Linked DNA regions of Gossypium hirsutum: region 2 is linked to region 1. The links are chromatin contacts, called in public Hi-C maps. All regions are on one chromosome and are shown on one strand. The core of a region is the stretch at or near the end of the contact, and the rest is flanking DNA. Distances in the headings are between cores, read along the strand shown. Region 1 holds the start of LOC107913551. Region 2 holds the start of LOC107946052 (nucleotide-sugar uncharacterized transporter 1).

Region 1 (2,809 bases), core at 3-2,502:
TTTCAAAAATTAGAAACTTAGTCCCTGTTCTTATATTTCTAGGAATTTAGTTCCTCTGCCATTGACAAGTTCAACTCAGTATTAATACTGTTGAATTTGCTGTTATAATTAACCTGATTTTAAAAGATATATTATAATTAACATGAATTTAATAAAAAAATATTGTAAACAATTATGCTTGAATATTGAAATGGACTAAATTCCTAATTTTTAAAAAATACATGGACATAGGTAGAGGTGTCTATGGGCTAGGCTAGGTCCGAGTTAGGTCCAACCAGAATTTTAGGCTTGGGCTAGGCCTGACCTGAAAAACGGGCTAAAAATTTTGTCCAAGCTTGATCTCGATAAAAATGCTAAAACTTGAGTCTGATCTGGCTGTATTAATTTTTTTATATTATTATTTTTATATAATTTTTTAAAAAATATATAACACATCAAATATACTAAAAATATTAAAATAAATATTTCTCAACAAATTAAAAAATTTAAAAATTATACTTAAATAATATTAAGATAGGTGCAACTTAATAAGCAAATACTGAGTTATACAATATTCAAACAATAACAACAAAATAATATTAAAATAGTAGCAAAATAGTAAAAAATAACAAGAAAATAGCAACAAAATAATAAAAAACAACAAGTTTTTTTTGCATAGTTGGGTTGGGCTTGGGCCAAAAAAGCCTTACTCGAGGCTCTACCAGCTTTCTAAAAGGGCCTTATTTTTTTGCCCAAGTCTAATTTTCAAGTCCGCTTTTCGGGCAGGCTTTCGGGGCCGGGTGACTTGATCAATGAACATGTCTAGACATAGACACATTTTAACTTAAATAAATAATTTGGCTTATTTAATTTTTTGTTAAAATATATTGTTAATCCTTTTAATTTAATAAAATTTAAAATTTAGTTCTTATATTTAAAAAAATTAAAAATTTAATTTTTATAAAAAATTTAATTTAAAAATCTAGTCTTATCATTAAGTTATCTTTAGTTTTCCCTAAAAAAATTGTTAATTTAGCATTTTGAGGAAATATCCTCATATGACGCAGCATATGATTGGTAAAAAAATAAGTTTGTTAAGTTAATAAATTTTGATAAAAATTACCAACAATAATCATGATTAGAGTAGAAAGATTAAGTATTTAACTTAAATATCAAAATTTGTCAAAATACAAGGACTAACAGCAGATTTTAACCTTATTTTTTCTCCTTCCCACATAACATTATTTAGAATTTTACATCCAGTTATTTTTGACAACGTGTACGGTTGCAGGCAATACAAAATCTCATTCGCCGCAGACGAACTCTACCCATATACCTCATCTTCTCACGTTAGCTCTTCGAAGAGAATGGACGCTTTATGCATCACCAAACCAACCTAATTAATTTTCTGTCTATTTTTTTCCCTAATTTTTTTAAATGATGTTGATGATTGAATCAGCTATGGCCGTCCGATTTCCCACCCCAACCAATTTCTGCTCCTCCTCCGCCTTTCACAGTAACTCCTCCCTGTCCTTCTCCTTCTCTCTTTTACATTTTCGAATATCATAAACAACTTCTAGAAAAAGCTGAATTACAGATGCAGTTCAACTTCACTGTGCTGCAACGATCGGCTATATGTTTAGTTTTTTATTTTAAAATGTTCTTTCATTTTCACGGCTGCCAAATTGAGACTTAACTTCCTTTTTTTGGTATATATTGTGCATGTACTGTTTGAGTAGATTATCGTCCTATGTGCAATTCCGGTGAGGTTACTAGTTGCCACGTCTCCTGCCGCCGGCTGTTTTGCCATGGCGGCTTTGGCATAACTTGGTACTATGTTTAATTAATATTTTGCTTTTGCTAGTTGTTATCCTTCGGGGTTTTTCTTTTTCTCTTCTGAATTTAAATTTTATCTTACTAGCTTATTTTTAGACTCCAAATGAAAAGAAATATGGAATGGTGAATTATCAGTAAAATATCATAAATTGGTTCAAGTCTAATCCTAAAAGGGGGGACTTTTTTTTTGGGGATTTTTTTTTTGGGATTTTTTTTTCTTTTTGTAATATGTTCTGCAGAGAATAGTAGTTATGATTGTTAAGGCTAGAGTTGTTTGCAGGAAAGGATTTCCAAGACTAAATAAAGCTTCCCTTTCGAGAAGGACCCTCGTAAAGAATAACATTCGGGCAACCGCTGAGCATTTAGGTTCAGCATCCGATCCTGCAAAGCATAAAGGAAGGTCGCATTACCATCCGTTTGAGGATATTGGTGAGGCTACATCTAAAAAGAGCAATGATGCTACACTCACAGCTGCAGAAACCTCTAGGACGATCATTGAGGTATTGCATTCATTGTTCATTACTGAATCAACATCCGAAGGAATGGCATTAATGTAATGAATATGTTTGTACATGGTTTTCTTTTCTGTTATTGTTGAAGAAAAGTAATTTAGATGTCTTTTCTGCAATTTGGTTTGGTTGACACTTGGAAGATGTACTCTTATGCTTCGATTCCTGCTTCTCAATCTGTTTGTTTGGCTAACGTAGGCTGTAGCATGCCATTTTCAGGTGAATAGTAAAGCAACAGTTATGTTTACAGGGATGATCAATGATGAAGTTCATGAAAATATTATGTGGCCAGACTTGCCTTATGCAACCGATGAACATGGAAGTAAGTTGACTGTTCCGGTCTGAAGTATTTAAGCCTAGCTGCCTCAGTAAGCAAATTGAAATTTTCCTCTGATGCCTTGCAGATGTATACTTGCAAGTGAAAAGCGATGAAGATATTTTGCAAAGTCTTACTGTAGAAAATAACTTTGTGGTATGCAGCACTT
Region 2 (2,844 bases), core at 245-2,744, 220 kb after region 1:
CATGTAGTAAACTGTCATGCTAACTGATATGATTGAGTTTAAACGTGTAGTATAGTGTTTATTACGCTGACATCATGCTAATTAAACATGATTTGTGTTCGTATCAGTGTCCAAATTTGCCAAAGTCTAGCTAAAAGCTTTCAAAGCTTTAGAATGGAAAATCTTATAGAGACATTTAGTGTATCGGGCAACCCAAAATTGAATCTATCTCCAGGATTATGGAGGTAAAATAACGATCAAATTCAAGTTAGTCTCTAACACTATGTTTGGATTGCATTAAAATTAAGAAAAGGAAAGTAACACCATTTCCCTTGTTTGAATAGTTTAAGGAAAGTAAAGGGAGTTGAATTTCCCTAGCTTTCCCTTAAATTACTTAGGGTGAGTTTGGATGGGCGGTGTGTTTACCTGTGGTTAGTGTAAAAATAGCGGTGACGGTGAGATTAGATACTGTAACGATACTGTAACGTGAGACAAAAAATAAGCTAAATGTACCGTACCGCACCGCACCCAATCGCTCATTCAAACTCACCATTAGTTTTTAATTACCCAACTTGAAGGAAAAGCTAGAAAAAGAAAAATGAGGTTACTGATGTGATATTTCATTTTATCCTATTAATTTTTTATATAAATTATTTTACAAAATGACATAATTAGGAAAAATCATTATAATCAATCATTTCCTTGGCTTTTCTCAGTTTAACCAACCAAAAATTGTAAATATTACTTTGCTTTACTAATTTTATATATCGAAACAAAATAAACATACATAATGTTCTCTCTTTTAACATTCCTTTCTTTTCCTTTACTTTCCCTAGTAAATTCCAAGGTCCATAGGTCTTGAGGTAAATAATGGAAGCCACAATTTCCCAGCCTAAACGGCCAAACCTCAACTTCCATCCCAAAAATTTAAACCTGAAACTTCAAAATTGGAATCTCAAGTTCTAACCATCAGTATGTACCGTTGAAGACACTGTCATACAAAGTTTGCTTCAATAAATACTACAACTTCTCACCCAAAATTCAAATATATATATACTAATAGGGTCATTGACGGAAATTCTAATGAAACAGAAGCAACCAAGACTGGCGAATTAACGCTTAGCAGCAAACGTATTTCTAAGCAAAAAAGGAACACGAAAACGAAAAATAAAAATAAAATTTAAAGTAATAATGTAATTACCTGGTTTAGCAAAATCATTAGGGTTTTGCTTCCTCACATCTTTACTAAAGAAAAGGCCCAAAATCTGATTCATGCGCCGCATTTTTTGACTTCAAGTTTTGGTGCGTTATATGTTTTACAAGGAGGAGAAGCAGAGCCGATTGCCATTGCAATCGAGTTCAAAACCAAGGAAATGTTAGGATGTTGACCAGCCGGCCAAGGTCTTTGTTTTTCTTATTTTTAAATTAAATACTTTTTGCTTTGCCCTTGGGGTAGAAATATTTTTTTGATTGTAAATTCCTTTAATTATTATTTGATTTGTCTGTGGTAGTTTCCTTGATTTGTCGTTGCTGGTGGCTTTGCCTGCGGTGCCCTCGATCAATAATTGTATTTCACTGTTATAAGCCTGCATCACATTTTATGGTTAAACAAATGATTGGCTCGACAAAGTGCTTTAAAAGGGTGAGGTCTTAGTTCTTTTGAACAACTCTTGGTTACAGGTTCTCCAGATTGCGCACGAGATGTTATTGAATCTTGCTTAGAAAATTTGACCTTCAGTACTAAAAATAATCTTTGCCCATTTCCAAGAAGTTTTGGATCCACTCAAACTAGACATCTGTAGCAAATTTACATTTGACAAACAGAAGTTAAGCATCCTCTTCCTTGCTGTTACAAAGTGGGCAAATGGGTACTATGTCAATACGCCTCCTGAGCTCTCCACAACTGTGGCTTTTTTTTTAAACTAACCTAATTTTTTTTATCATCCAATTTAAAAGTCATGTACATAAATAATTCAATTGGCACTAATAGATTGAAGTGTTATTATATAAAACATTCAGGGACATTATGAAGCAATTTCTCTTTTTAGATTGTTTGGAAAATAGGTGAAGCCGCCGTAAATATTTTTCAACTTTTAGTCTATTTACATGTTAGGTCTGTTCCTGTTAAAATTAACTTTAAATAGCCATTAAAAATATAAGAATAACAATAATAAATCCTTATTTTTTATTTTTTTAAAAATAATAAACTTAAAATTTTATATAAAATTCTTATTTAAATTACTCAAATATATCTCTCAAAAATTTTTCTCGTGTTTATCTAAATTTAAACCTTTTCAATTCATTCCCTAACATTTTTTTTGAGCAAAATCGAACTAGGCTGTCATTAAAAAAAAATGAACAGAGAAACAAGCCTCATGTCCAAAGGCCACTTCACAGCCCACCATAGAAACCTAACAAGTTTTCAATAACAACATTAAAAAGAGAGAAGGAGAAAAAAACATTATTAAAGAAAAAACAAAGCATTAAAAGCCCACTTCCTCGAAAAAGCCATCATCCATCCCATCATCTATCCAGCCATAATTACCCGACGGTTTATCTTTTCCAAAAACCCATTTTTCGTCCAAAACGCTCCCCTAGTTTCCTGATATTCATTTCCTCCAAAAAACATTTCTTCTCCGATTTTTTGAATCCCAGGGAGCAAACATTGTCTTTCCTCAAAAACTTCAGTTTGGTTCTCTGATCCAATCATCTTCTAGTGCTTTAACTGCATATCTTGGCACTGAGCCTTCCAAGTAAAACCCTTTCCTTTTCTTCAAGCTTTCAGTAGCTATAGTGTCTGCCAGATTATTTGCTTTGCAACGAACATGTTGGAATTTGAGAAATCTAAACTTTCTCTGTAGAGCC

The links. A called contact is a pair of places that touch in the nucleus more often than the background predicts.
Region 2: a contact with region 1 is called in a Hi-C map of leaf, with 1.8 times the contacts expected there. The contact joins the promoter of LOC107946052 here to the promoter of LOC107913551 in region 1. A contact is called at or near these places in 3 of 34 Hi-C or Micro-C datasets (callus and leaf).

The regions. Positions count from the first base shown.
Region 1 is chrD11:45,603,033-45,605,841 of Gossypium_hirsutum_v2.1, forward strand. LOC107913551 reads left to right here and starts at 1,253. Exons shown (of 11, transcript XM_016842178.2): 1 at 1,253-1,495; 2 at 1,719-1,809; 3 at 2,096-2,315; 4 at 2,544-2,646; 5 at 2,729-2,796. The coding sequence starts at 1,417.
Region 2 is chrD11:45,826,189-45,829,032 of Gossypium_hirsutum_v2.1, forward strand. LOC107946052 (nucleotide-sugar uncharacterized transporter 1) reads right to left here and starts at 1,495. Exons shown (of 6, transcript XM_016880256.2): 1 at 1,181-1,495. The coding sequence starts at 1,198.